Regions from separate parts of the Bombyx mori genome. Here region 2 is linked to region 1. The links are chromatin contacts, called in public Hi-C maps. All regions are on one chromosome and are shown on one strand. Each heading gives the region's core, a stretch centred on a gene start, on an enhancer-like site or on the middle of the called end of the contact. The rest is flanking DNA. Distances are from core to core; before and after follow the strand shown.

What was found. Hi-C and Micro-C count contacts between places; a contact is called where the count stands out from the background.
Region 2: a Hi-C map of posterior silk gland shows a contact between it and region 1, with 1.6 times the contacts expected there. The contact joins the promoter of LOC693081 here to the enhancer-like site in region 1. A contact is called at or near these places in 5 of 7 Hi-C or Micro-C datasets (middle silk gland, posterior silk gland, an unstated tissue and 1 more).

The regions. Positions count from the first base shown.
Region 1 is chr11:14,829,601-14,835,765 of ASM3026992v2, reverse strand. No RefSeq gene overlaps it. Among protein-coding and RNA genes, the nearest start is that of LOC101738508, 14 kb to the right of the region's middle. Within about 2 kb of position 4,470, at least 7 of the 8 cell types and tissues checked have open chromatin away from gene starts, as enhancers often do.
Region 2 is chr11:14,881,461-14,888,548 of ASM3026992v2, reverse strand. It overlaps LOC693081 (extramacrochaetae protein), which reads left to right and starts at 4,107. Exons shown (of 2, transcript NM_001046834.1): 1 at 4,107-4,562. The coding sequence starts at 4,176. It overlaps LOC110386380 (a long non-coding RNA gene), which reads right to left and starts at 3,979. Exons shown (of 2, transcript XR_002431570.3): 1 at 3,686-3,979; 2 at 3,241-3,609.

The DNA of each region.
Region 1 (6,165 bases), core at 3,221-5,720:
CACTGGGCTTTTCCCTCTGTCGAATTCTGCTACAATAAATGCATACAACCGCCGTTTCATTTTTGTCAATTACAATTCACAACACCGGGTACAAAATTCTCAGGTGCTGACACACTTCAAAAGAAATTAAATCCAAACAGCTCTTTACAACCGCCCGATGTTGCAGTAACAACTGTTATCAGTACACAATACGTTTTAGTACAAAATAATTGTTATATTACGCACTTGACAAAAGCGTTCGACTTCCTTTCTTTTCATGTTGGTAAATTTAAAAACCGCGTCGAGATCTCTTTCAACATTGTTTATGAACTTGTTTGTAGCTAGAACTCTCGAATGGATGGACACCTGCGACCTACCTGTCGGAACGATATCTACTTGAGCAGTGTCTACACATAAGTCAACTGAATATTTTAAATTAAACAATCCACATTTATGATCTTAGTCGATATCTTCATGTAATTCAAGTTTAAAAATTGTTATAATTAAATCAATTTAAAACGATTCTTCTAAGTTATGTGCAAAAAAAAAAAAACCCGATATTTCCTCTAGTTATTTAATTTCGTGTTTATTATTTTCATTTTATTATTTCCGATTATTTTGGAATACATTACAGTTTTCGAGGTTACGGACGATTGATTAAGTCATAAAAATAGTTTAAATTATGTTTACGACTCGCAAAGACCGAGAATTCGTCGAAAAAATATCGATAAGTAAACATGGTTCGTATTATTTTGATCCGCATCATTTATAATTTTGAACAATTTTGATCTTCTGACAACAAATTGAGACAACAAACAGAGAAAAAAAAACAATCCATTGATCTTGAACAACTATTAATAAAAAAGCCAAACCATTTTGAACACGCATCGTGTTCTCAGATGTGTAGGAGCGTCTCAAAAGGTGGACTTTCGACTTTACAGTTTCCTGCGTTTGTTAACGAACAATAGGCCATAAGCTGCGCAGACACAGCCTGCCGCTGACAACGTTAGGATGCGCCATTCAAACCAGCAACGAGCACACGATCAGTCACGCACTTAATAACTTAAGTTTTGAAAATAAGATTTTTTTTATTTATTGCTTAGATGGGTGGACGAGCTCACAACCCACCTAGTGTAAAGTGGTCACTGGAGCCCATAGACATCTACAACGTAAATGCGCCACCCACCTTGTGATATAAGTTCTAAGATCTCAGTATTGTTACAACGGCTAATTTCTAATCTAATTGCATAAAACTGTGTTTTAAGGTTTTTCCTTCATAATATTTTATTTTGAAATACGTACATACAAACACGGAAATATTACCCGATATACGTATCATGGATGTCTCTCATGTGAGAGTGGACTCGAAAGGCTTTGAGAGTGTTCTAATACCATTGTTATAAGAATTGTCATTGTACATAAAGTCAAATGTAGTCCTGGGGCTCAGTGATAGCGGCATGTGTCCTCATCCTTAGCGATATACTAACTTTTCTCTTTTGTGATATGACCGAGACAATGCTTACTTACGAATAAACTGCTTGAAAATCTGCAAGAAAGAATATTTGTCGGTCTGTAAGTACGTTCTCTTTGCGTTCACGATTCGTTAATTTGTAAATTTGTTTATAATTAAGAAAGATTTCTAACATAATGTTTATATGCACACAGAACGCGCGAATCGTTTTCCAAACCCATGTCTATATAACATACTTAGCGAAAGTCACAGTGAAACCCGATAGGAGTTTTCTTGTTCGTTTTTATTTATTTATTTATTGCTTAGACGGGTAGACGAGCTCACAGCCCACCTGGTGTGAATTGGTTACTGGAGCCCATAGACATCTATGACGTAAATGCGCCACCCACCTTGAGATATAAGTTCTAAGGTCTCAGTATAGTTACAACGGCTGCCCCACCCTTCAAACCGAAACGCGTTACTGTTTCACGGCAGAAATAGGCAGGGTGCCATGGTTCCATGGTTCCATGTATTAAATCGTTTTTAAGTCACAAATCGAAATTAATCTGCTTATCCAAACTTTGTATAATATGGTATATATAACGTCCACGTGTGCTGCTCATAACACAGCACATATTTACAGACGGCCAGTCGATTGTGACGTAACACCTCGATTCAGAACACGGCTAAAAATTATGAAAACACGTAAAATTTAGACGCATATGATTTTCTTGTAAAAACTATTCAACTCTCTCAAATGAATTGACCATACTTAATAGTTACTTTTTTACAAGTCTTCACTATGTTCTACCACATAAATACCATACACATACAAAAATATGAGAATAACAAAAATACGATTTTTACTGGTGGTAGGACCTCTTGTGAGTCCGCGCGGGTAGGTACCAACACCCTGCCTGTTTCTGCCGTGAAGCAGTAATGCGTTTCGGTTTGAAGGGTGGGGCAGCCGTTGTAACTATACTCAACTATACTGAGACCTTAGAACTTATATCTCAAGGTGGGTGGCGCATTTGCGTGGTAGATGTCTATAGGCTCCAGTAACCACTTAACACCAGGTGGACGGTGAGCTCGTCCACCCATCTAAGCAACAAAAGAACATAAAAATAAAAATACGAGCGAGACATATTTTAGTTAACTGAAACCGTTATTCCGATAGAATTCGATCTATAATGGGAATTGCCTTATGCTTATAGAGCGAAGGTCTAATTTCGTATCTATGGACATATGCAGCCCCTAACATCAGATAGACTGGGAACTTTTCTCCGAGCTCACTCACATTGATTCTATCTACAAAATCCTTATTTGAGAACATTTTAATACAAAATTTCTTGCATTCATTTTTTATCCTAATAAAATCATTGACGCATATCTTATTTGTGTCCCGTGTACTTTCTACAATGGCTGCACCGTTTTATGCGGCATTCGGCTATATTTTATAATGGGCTTGTTGTAAATTTTTTTTTTACAGACGAACTAACCCCTATCTTAGTTGGTTACTGGAGCCCAAAGACAGCAAGCACAATGCGAAATCTCAAGTTATGATGGATTTCAATTGACATCTAATGGGATGAGTTTTAGTGCTTTCAGACGCAGAGTAGCGTACGCTTCTATCGATGGTGGCAAATCTCTTGTAATTAATAATAATAACTAATAAACTGGGAACAAATCACGCCCGGTCATCTGGCCGCAAATTAGAATTTCCTGTGTTATGGGTATTAGAGACTGACATACATACTTATATACGTTTAAATAAATACATATATCCATAATAAACACCCAGAGAGAGCAAACAAGCCTGTGGGAATCGAACCCACCACCCTCGGCCCAACAGTCGGAGACGCTAACTATTGCACTACCGAGTCAGTCAATCAGTAATTCAACAGACACTGATAATTTAAGACTAGCTATTTGACTAAAGAAGACAAATGCGAACGATATGCTAGACCTACACCGTATCGTGTCAAAGCTCACAAATCACGGTGATAAATATAAAAAAACTCAAAGAAAAACTCTCTTTAGTTAAGAAAAAGAAAAAGCCTTTGATCTTTACCCACCATAGGCTTGTCGTTGAAATTATGGAAGCTCGTTCGGAGGCTTGTTCGTAAACTTCAAAGAACTCAAGCAATTACATAAACGTTTTTGACGTAGCAGTGTATGCAAATTCAGTACGGCAACAAGTTTCTATTCGTTCGCACACGTGCATTGTACCTACGATGCGACGAGAGAGCATTGACTCCGATTTGCAGGTGTCGAGTACGCGACATGATCGCAGTGGCACCAGTCGAGACAGAAACAGAAGAGTAACTGTCGACACACCGAGAGTTTTGTCGAAACACCCCTTTTATGCCTACACAATTAGTGCTTAAACTAAATTGAACTTCAACTACTGTAGTATGTGTGACATAATGTTACCAGGCGCTCCTAACAGATGATCGCCTTGATTGTCTTTTTTTATTTTTATTGCTTAGATATGTGGACGAGCTGGTGTTAAGTGGTTACTGGAGCCCATAGAGATATGAGTTCTAAGGTCTCAGTATAGTTACAATGTCTGTCTTTCAGATCAGATGAGACTACGAATTCAGGATCCAAATGAACCGCTGCCTCTGCTGAGAGTTGTCCAAATTATTATTTTCTTTCGTTTCTAGGCAAACGAGCGTACAGTCCACCTGAAGGCGAGTGGTTACGACCACTCACGTCAACAATGCAGCCAAGTCATGGCCCACCGCAAGGAGCGTAAACCCCGTTTGAAGTAGTGCTCAGGAAACACTGTTGGGAATTAAATCCAGAGCCAGACGGTACGTGACTAAAAATTATCTCTGGAAACGCACCGTAAAATATGCCATAGATACCATAAAATTTTTTGCTCACGCAACGAACTCAACACATTACTAACCAAAAATTCATACATTTCAAATTACAACTTCTTTACGATAACAACAATCTACTGTGAGTAAACTGCGCTTTTCGCTAGCGTGACCAACTATGACGTCAGCGCACTAAGCACTGACTTGACATGGAGTGCGGCGCCTGCGCATCCATTTAACAAAAGAGACAGCATGAATTGCCGCAATGCGGTCGCTTGTGTTATTCAATACAAAGAAAATAACTATTCCAAGTTTCACGTTTTGTTCCGAGCTGTAACCCGAGACGGACTGCGCTAAGCAAGTAATACGTATCTACGTAAATTTTAAGTACCTTATAAAAGCACGGATTTATGACAGTCTCCGTAATGTTGTATTAAAATGGGATTCATAAAGATACGAGCTAAGCGTTGTAATGTAAAGTATCAATTTTATCATGCAGCTGTACAAAAAGCTGGCTTCGTGAAATTCCTTTTTCGATACTTGACATTCGTGATCTCCTTTTTAGACCCAATATGAGAGAGCTACGTAAGTTTTTTTTTTTATACCTGACTACGCAAGGAAGCTTGTCTTTGCCTTACACTGAGGAACTCAGTACTAAAAGAAATCACTGTCGGACATCAGTCATTCCTCACTCCATATTTGGTTTGCAAACGTGAATTTTTATGAGCCTTACAAAACGGGCAACAATCACACAGGTGTAGTGAAATACGTAAGCTACAATAATTTAGCGTATCGTAATGGAAAACATACCAAAACAGGCGGTAAAGTTAATCAAGATGATCCTGATTGTTTAACGTGAATCCAAAATAATCCTAGCTTAATTTTAAAGCAATCATAGTGTTATTCTTTTTAATACGATTTCTATCGCCAAAAAAGGCAGGTGAGTTTAACTTATTACCAATCTAAAGGTATGGGATTACTGTGGCTCATGGACATCAGCAAAGCCAGGACTATGCCACTGTCCACTGCTGACGATTTTTCTGGATTTTTTTTCCGTATCTATGAAATACTTTTTTATATTTCCAATGTTAAAAAATCTTCTCTCTTGCCCATTGTTCAATTGAATTGATAAATTCAAACAAAGCTATGTAGATATTTCAATTACAACCTCTTTTCCGTTAAACAACATTTGTACTCCGACAAACTTTCTTACCGTATTTAATTTGACAAACAGAACTAATGGATATCGCAAAACGTCGGGGAAGTAGACGGTCAGAGTTTATCAGTAGCCGTCGGCGCCGTCTTATCAACCTGCCGGACAAATAACTGCCCTTCTTAGCCAGAACTACTTAATGCGTAGTTATAAAGAATGATTTATAATGTGACCTATTTATAAACAAAAATATCTTTACAAATAATTACTCGCTTTAAAATGCTATGTGATTTTTTTCAGCTCGTGGTCCTACTTAATTTTAATATCATTTAGGTATTAACAATTATTGTAAACTAAGTGTCTAAACAGAATAAACTTACAAGAAAGTTATTAAACGACAACACTCATGATCAACGTTGGAATAAACATTGTAGAATAGTGTTGCATAGTGTTGCAATAGCGTTAAAATAACACTTTTTAATTAAGAAATTAATAAATTTAATAAATAGGTTTCTTGGAAAATATAATGTTATTATTCTTAAAAGCAGACGAAAGCTCTTGTATAATTTTGCGATTAATTTTATTTTAACAGCCGGCTTCATGGTCTAGGTGGCTTTGTAAATATGTCTTATTTTCAAATTGAAATATTCTCTGAAATTAAGCACACTCTTAGCCACGAAAATCCTTTCGATCCGCAATAACGGAATTGATATAATAGACAGAATAGACGGATTAAGCATATTATTGTTTTGGCTTCG
Region 2 (7,088 bases), core at 2,858-5,357, 53 kb before region 1:
CATTTCCGTTTTACCATCGCAACACTCACCACTAGACTGAACTTAGAAACTACTCCTATTACATAATATACCTGGTACGTTCATCCACATAAAAAATGTTTGCTACTATACTTGGATTTGGAATGAACGGAGTTGACGGTGTTTCCTAGGTGTATTTTATATGCCTATCTTCATACGAGACTTTGAAGAGTTTTAGGCAATTGAGCTATCTCATTGAAATTGCTAATATTAATCAATATTGATGACCACTAACCATAATGTGGACTGTAAACTCGGCAGTCTTCAAATTCATTTAAAAAAATGTACATTTTTCTACTGAACCAAATAAAAATAAAACCTCTTTTCATTCGTACTGTCCATAATATGTACCTACCTGTCTATTTAAAACAATATCCTGTCAATTGCACTGCAGGTGCTTTTGATGCAAACCCAGACTGGACAACAAAGATGGACGTGAGTGGACAATAGGTTGGCTGTTGATTGTAAAGGACATCGGGCACCTTTGTATGGGACACTTACCTACAGCGAACAAAAATGAAATTAGGTCTGGTGGATAGGCAATTGAATCTAGTTTACAATGGTATAGGTCCCATATCTGTGAGCCGTGGGAATAAGGAGAAACTGGACATTAAAAAAATATATTTTTTTTTACTTTTTTGTGCAATAATTCAAGAGGAAAAAAGGAATAAAAAAAACATGTTTTTCTCTTTACTTTTATTCTGCCGCATCCAAATCTACAAGAGTTTCGTCTAAAAACGCCGCAGGTGCGTGAAATTCTTCTTGATATATAGCCCAAGATAAAAAGTATACCACACTGGCGATGTGCGCGCAACTCCCTACAGTGCGGCGGCCGTGTATACAGGAACAGTAATACCCTTCGAGGCTTTGTCTTCCTTGCAATGCCGGATTTATTAGTATATATGTATAATAGCGTTTTGCTCTTATGTGACGAGACTGTATTCTGCCTCGTATTAATATTTTATTTTCTACCAACTCTCTGCGATGGTATAATTCCATTATATACACTCCGTTTGGCCGCATGTGTTCATGGCAATAAGATTTGGCCAATTTCAAATGGTATAATTCCCAAGGTAAATAAAAATAGCTCGTCGTAAGTTAATTGTGGAAAATCTCTTAATTCGGGATTGTTTGCCTCTATCGGCGTGAATGCAACTCTTTGCCTGTTTAAGTTGTTTCGAATCACGTAATCAGCCAATTCATTTTCTCTATTTATATTCTCATTTATTATATTTATAAACTCTGCGGCATGAGCGTTATCTCTATATGGCTGATAAGTGGCATTGATAAGTGCTGCAGTTATTTTAAAATCAGTCATCATATTTGTAAGCGCTACATTAAAATAAACATGGCGGAATATTTTGAAGTCTTTTTTAAAGCGACCATTAATAGTCTCTGACTTTACTCAGGTTGACTTTACGAAAATACCACGGAGTGATATTTTAACTTACTGAGCGGTCATATTTAGTAATTAGGACAAATAGTCAACTTAAAATATGAATTTCATTTTACTTTTATTTCCATTTTCCCATTGTTATGAATTAAAATAACCACATAATATTAAATATGATTGGAAGCACTATGATTTAAAAGTGTTTTGGTTTATGTTCGCGACTTTAAAAAAAGCGGGTAAAAAACGCCCAATGATCTTTAATATCTCAGGTAGACGCGAAGACACGTTTTGACACCTAAAATTGAGTTATTACTGATGAACCATTCTTTTGTAAGGTAAATGTGCGGTACTTAGAGGTTAAGTCATTATTCATCTACAACTCGGAAAGTATGTATTTTTCGACTTATTTTGTAGATATAATATACGTGCATAAACAAACATTCAAATATACCTAACCCTAAAAGAGATATCAGTGAAATTAAATCAATTTCGAAATAAAAATAAAATAAAAACGAATATATATTTCTTTCGCGTGATAACGTACGATATTCGCTTTAAACTTACAACCAATAATTTATGACGGCTTAGTTAAGGCAAAAAAATCTGCATTCTTTAATTTTAAAATTGGTAAATTTCATTCCTTTTTTCTTCTACTACAGACTACAATCTTAAAATATCTAACAATAATCTTAATTCTTTTCTGGAAATATTTTCATTCACGCTATTAGAAACTTGTTTTAACTCTAACTAGCGATGAAATGAACGAAAACTCACAACGACTTTCATTCACGAATGCGAATAGCATTGTTTAAAAATATGTATAGACAAATCAACCAAAAAATGTATTTTAATTAACAACAAAATATTCCGTATATATTTTCTAGCATAACAGAAATTATAATCGAATAATGACTCTCAAAACCACACATCGAATCACATCACCGTCTGTTACCATTAAATTACGTTATTTGGACCAATTTATCAGAACACATTATCCAGCATTAAGGACGTGCTCACAGAAAAAATAACACGCTTTTTATAAAGCTGCGTCATACAGACGAAACGTAAAAATCGATTCAGAATTTTGTATTTCACTTTCATTACTTAAATTATCGGAGTCGGAGTTTCAATTCTATTGTATAGCTGTCCCACCCTTTAAACCTGAGCGCATGAGTTCTTTGCGGCAGAAATAAGTAGCATATTTTATTATAGTGCTTTGTGCTCCAAATGGGCATAAGGCCTCCCTGGCGGTGAGTGGTTACGTCACTCATGCACGTCAGAAACGGCAAGGACAGAGCCAAGCCGTTATCTACCACAAATCCAATCTGATCAGTAATACCATTTTTTGTATAAAAAAATACATACTATAAATTGAATTATTTAGGATATGTATTACATTTAAACCAGTGAAAATATTATATTCAACTCTGATCGTGATACACCTATAAATAAGCAGTATCATGGTGTAAACACTTCTTAATCTCAAGTCGCATAAGTCAAAATGAAGCAATTCACTACCTGAGTTCTTTACTCCCGCCTCCAAGGTGACTCGGGACTTTTTGCTGGCCCCGACTTTTTATACTCACCGTTTTATTATTACGATACGAGCCTCCGTGTGGTCACCGATTTGGAACTGACTAAAAATTTAGATGACTAATACGATTTAAAGAATACCATTTTGCATGAGAATTTGATTCGGGTATACCATAGATAGATTAATATGTTTATAGTTCACAACAACTTTGGTGAGATGTCTCCCATATTTACCAGTCTGTAAAAAAGTTATTATATGTATATTGTAAATGATTAGAACATAAATAAAACAGGGCTTTGTCGTTGTCGTTTTTTATTTCATTTTAGTTACATAACGTTTAATTGAAATGGATGAATAATTGCTCGTTTTTATGGCAACAGAGAGGTCGCTAATTTCACACAAATCACCGAAAAACTTACCGGAGTCAAACAATAAGGCTTTTGACGCAGGCTCCGTGTGAGCGCGACAAGTGGATGCCTTCACGTACTTCCATTGTTCGAAGACCGCTCTCCGCTCACCACCGGCTCACCTGCGACCACCCCCGCTAACACCCTTCCGTAGACTGATATTTTGAAAAAACTTTCATTTTGGAATTCCGACTATTTCAAATATCGACCTAATTGTTGTGTATCTTTTGTACTCTCCTGTTACTTCTATGACTTTGCTACAAAAAAATAATGTTTATCATGATTTCAAATATTGTAAAACTATACATGTATATATTATTATCATGTACATACATAGTATGCTCAATAAACTAGCTCTATGTCAACGTAGTTATTAAAATGCTTTGTCATTTATTATGATTGACAATTGTTACTGTATTTTCCTACATTACTCCTATAATGTAACCACAAGAGAAGTGTGCTTTTATGACATAAATAATACAATGTAATTTTACTGTAAAAATCATAAAAATATTGTATTCACTAATAAACAATAAGGTGGATGGGACAAAGTGCATGTCAGGAGCGCAACGGCCTTAGTCAGGGCCGCCCAGCGCAGGCAGACGCGGCGCCCGTAATCTGCCGCCATGGGAAAAATCAGGCTTCGGCGCCCCCGCCCCGCGCGCCCATTGGAGCAAGCGGCCCCGCCCCGCGCCCCACCAACCTACATAAATACTACAACGGAACGAGCATCTCCTCATTCCTCGCTCAGTACTCGTGCGATTAACACGTATCGCGTTGCGACTCTACATTTTTACCCAGTGTTCGTGTTCAGTGACTCAAGATGAAAGCGATAACAGCAGTGTGCGCGACCGGCGCCTCGGTCCCCGCGATCGCGAGCGGTCGAGTGCAGCGACACCGGGATGGCGAAAACGCTGAGATACAAATGTACCTCTCGAAGCTCCAGGATCTCGTACCCTTCATGCCCAAGAATAGAAAGATCTCCAAATTAGAAGTGATTCAGCATGTTATAGACTATATCTGCGACCTTCAATCAGCGTTGGAGAATCACCCAGCTGTTGGACAATTTGACGCTGAAGGCGCCTTAGCGTCGCCACCTTGCGCAGCGTCGCCGCAGCCCCGCCCTCAGAGGAGACCGCTAGGCCCTCGCCCTACGCCCAACACCATCCTCCGCAAATCACCCTCCACACACGAACACAGAAATCAAACGGTGAGTTCTTTATAAGATATATCATTCAACAATTATTCACTCTACAAAAATTCTATTTCAAACTTCATTGAAAATGAACAAGTTTAATGTATCGTTACAATTAGTTTTAATATTTAAAATGTAGAGCTACCGACAAATATTAATTCTCCAATCCTCAAAATGTACCCGATATAACATTAATAATAATAATGAGAATTGAGACTGTAACAGTTTCAATCATTGTAAATCACAATCTCTAGCACAACCACAGCCAGCAAGCCGTGAGAGACAGTATTGCATAAAAAAATAAATGAAATCGGCCGTGTCTGTGTTTTGCGCACACCTGCGCGTTTCGCAAGCGCGGGAAGTAAAAGTAGAGATGAGTTTCACAACGACACAAGCCACAGACTCAAACGATTATGTATTATAATCTAATTTCAATATTAAACAGCATACATTTCAGTAGAATTCTAATGAGGATTGAATGTAAATTACAACGGACAACAACATTTCTCGTGACGTAGAAAATTATGGAAATTGGTTAAAGCCAATATAAATACTAAAAGTATGCATCCATGGAACTATAATTGTTTTGTTTGTGTCTATTTCACCAATACATGTCCATTAAACTGTGCAATTACTGCACTTGATAAGTTTGACGATGAACGTTTCGTGGTTTCTGTATGACTATGATCGTTCGAGCGGAGAGGCAAATCATAGTCGGAATAGCTCTAACAACTAGTGTCAGTGTTAGTCGCTGCTCACGCATGCGTGACTGCTGTTTTGAATTTCAGCCTTGAAGCGCGGACACCTGCGCCGGCGCCGCGTAAACGACCATGTACTGACACACTATTTGAATATTCAACACATATTTATATTGACTCGTTTAGCATTCCGACTGACACCTGTGTGCGATTGTCGTTTCGCAACGTGAAGAACAACGCAAAACTCTCCAAGCGCATTGAACGTCATCACCGATGATTTTGATCCATTAACGGTGCTTTTAGGCACCACAAGCACCGGTCACCGTGCGAATTAACCCAACGACACAGCCCACTGAGTTTCTCGTCGGATCTTCTCAGTGAATCGCGTTTCCGATCCGGTGGTAGATTCAGCACTGCTCTTACTAGGGTCAGTGTTAGCAATACTCCGGTTTGAGCCCCGTGAGCTCACCTACACGCGTTAGAGTGAAGCTGAAATAACCTCAGAAAAAAACCCGATGATTGTTTAGGAAAAGCGCTTTCTTTACTGTTTTGTGGAAGATCGCTCTAGATGCGTACAGCAGGTGCATCCCTCGGGATTTATTTGAAGTTGTAGAGCAATGCGCGCTCGTTAATACTTGGTCGCGCCACGTAAATTTTCATCACTGCCAGTGTGTTGGAACCGAGGAAAATGTTTAAAACCAACGTGATTTAGGTGACGCAAGCTGCTGCGTTAAATTTACAGTAAAAAAAGTACCGTGCTATTGCGACACGTACATTTTCCTTCTTCCTCCTTAATATAAAATTATGTTCTACTTTATTTCATGTTATGTTCAATGACTAAAACGCCATATCACAAAATTTGACGTCAGAACTATACTTTGAAAAAAGCTACGGTTAGTGCCCAAAAACTCAAGAATGTAACGTCTAATGCTCTCAACTATGTGTGCAAAAGCGTTACCCATGTTCTTTGTTAACCAATAACATAATAGAAACAACAAACAACTCTTAAATTTATCGTGAAACCCATCGATATTTACGAATTTACCTTACCGCTTACTACATTGGAATGTCGACTAATCGGGCCGCATTCCTGAATAACAAATGTTGAGTATTCGTTCACGCAAGGACATCGGACGTGGATTTCTCGATCATCGTTTTCTATCTCACGAGCGAGATTCGGCCGACCGGTTGTGACTAGGAAAAAACGAGGCTCGGAGGCGATCGTGTCGGAATTCAAATCTCCATCGTGCGCGTCGTGAGGCGGCATTTCACGAAGGTATCTGTCGGGGCATCGGGCGCCGGTCACGACCATACACCACAGCTCCTATCGCGTACGTAATTATTGCCGCAGCTGTACCGCCTCGGGCATTGTCCAATCCGTACTGTCGGTCATTACTTACTTTTCTCATTATTCTCTCTCAAATTTTGTAATATCGAACTTGATGAATAATGATAAAATCCATCTATATTTTCTGCAGCAACGTTTGACTTTCTAATCTTACCGTAATAAGCTATTAAGTATGATGCTTAATGAGTGATATGCTTGTAAGCCATGACGCCCCTGTTTTATTACAAACAAAGGGCCTTCAACCCCTACCATGACCGCGATCCGTGCAATGTAATTTACATTAATCAGTATCGATGAAAGTATTGTCATTCGCTGTCGCATTCGTATATTTTTACTTATTGTCTGTCTATTGGTATGTCAATATTACTTAACGATCCAATTGCTGACCCGCATCTCTTAGATATCAATTTAGAAGCCCTTACAAAAACTGACACAAGATCCGTCAATTTCAATTACAGACCGAATCTTTACGTTTAAAAACGGAATGAAATATAT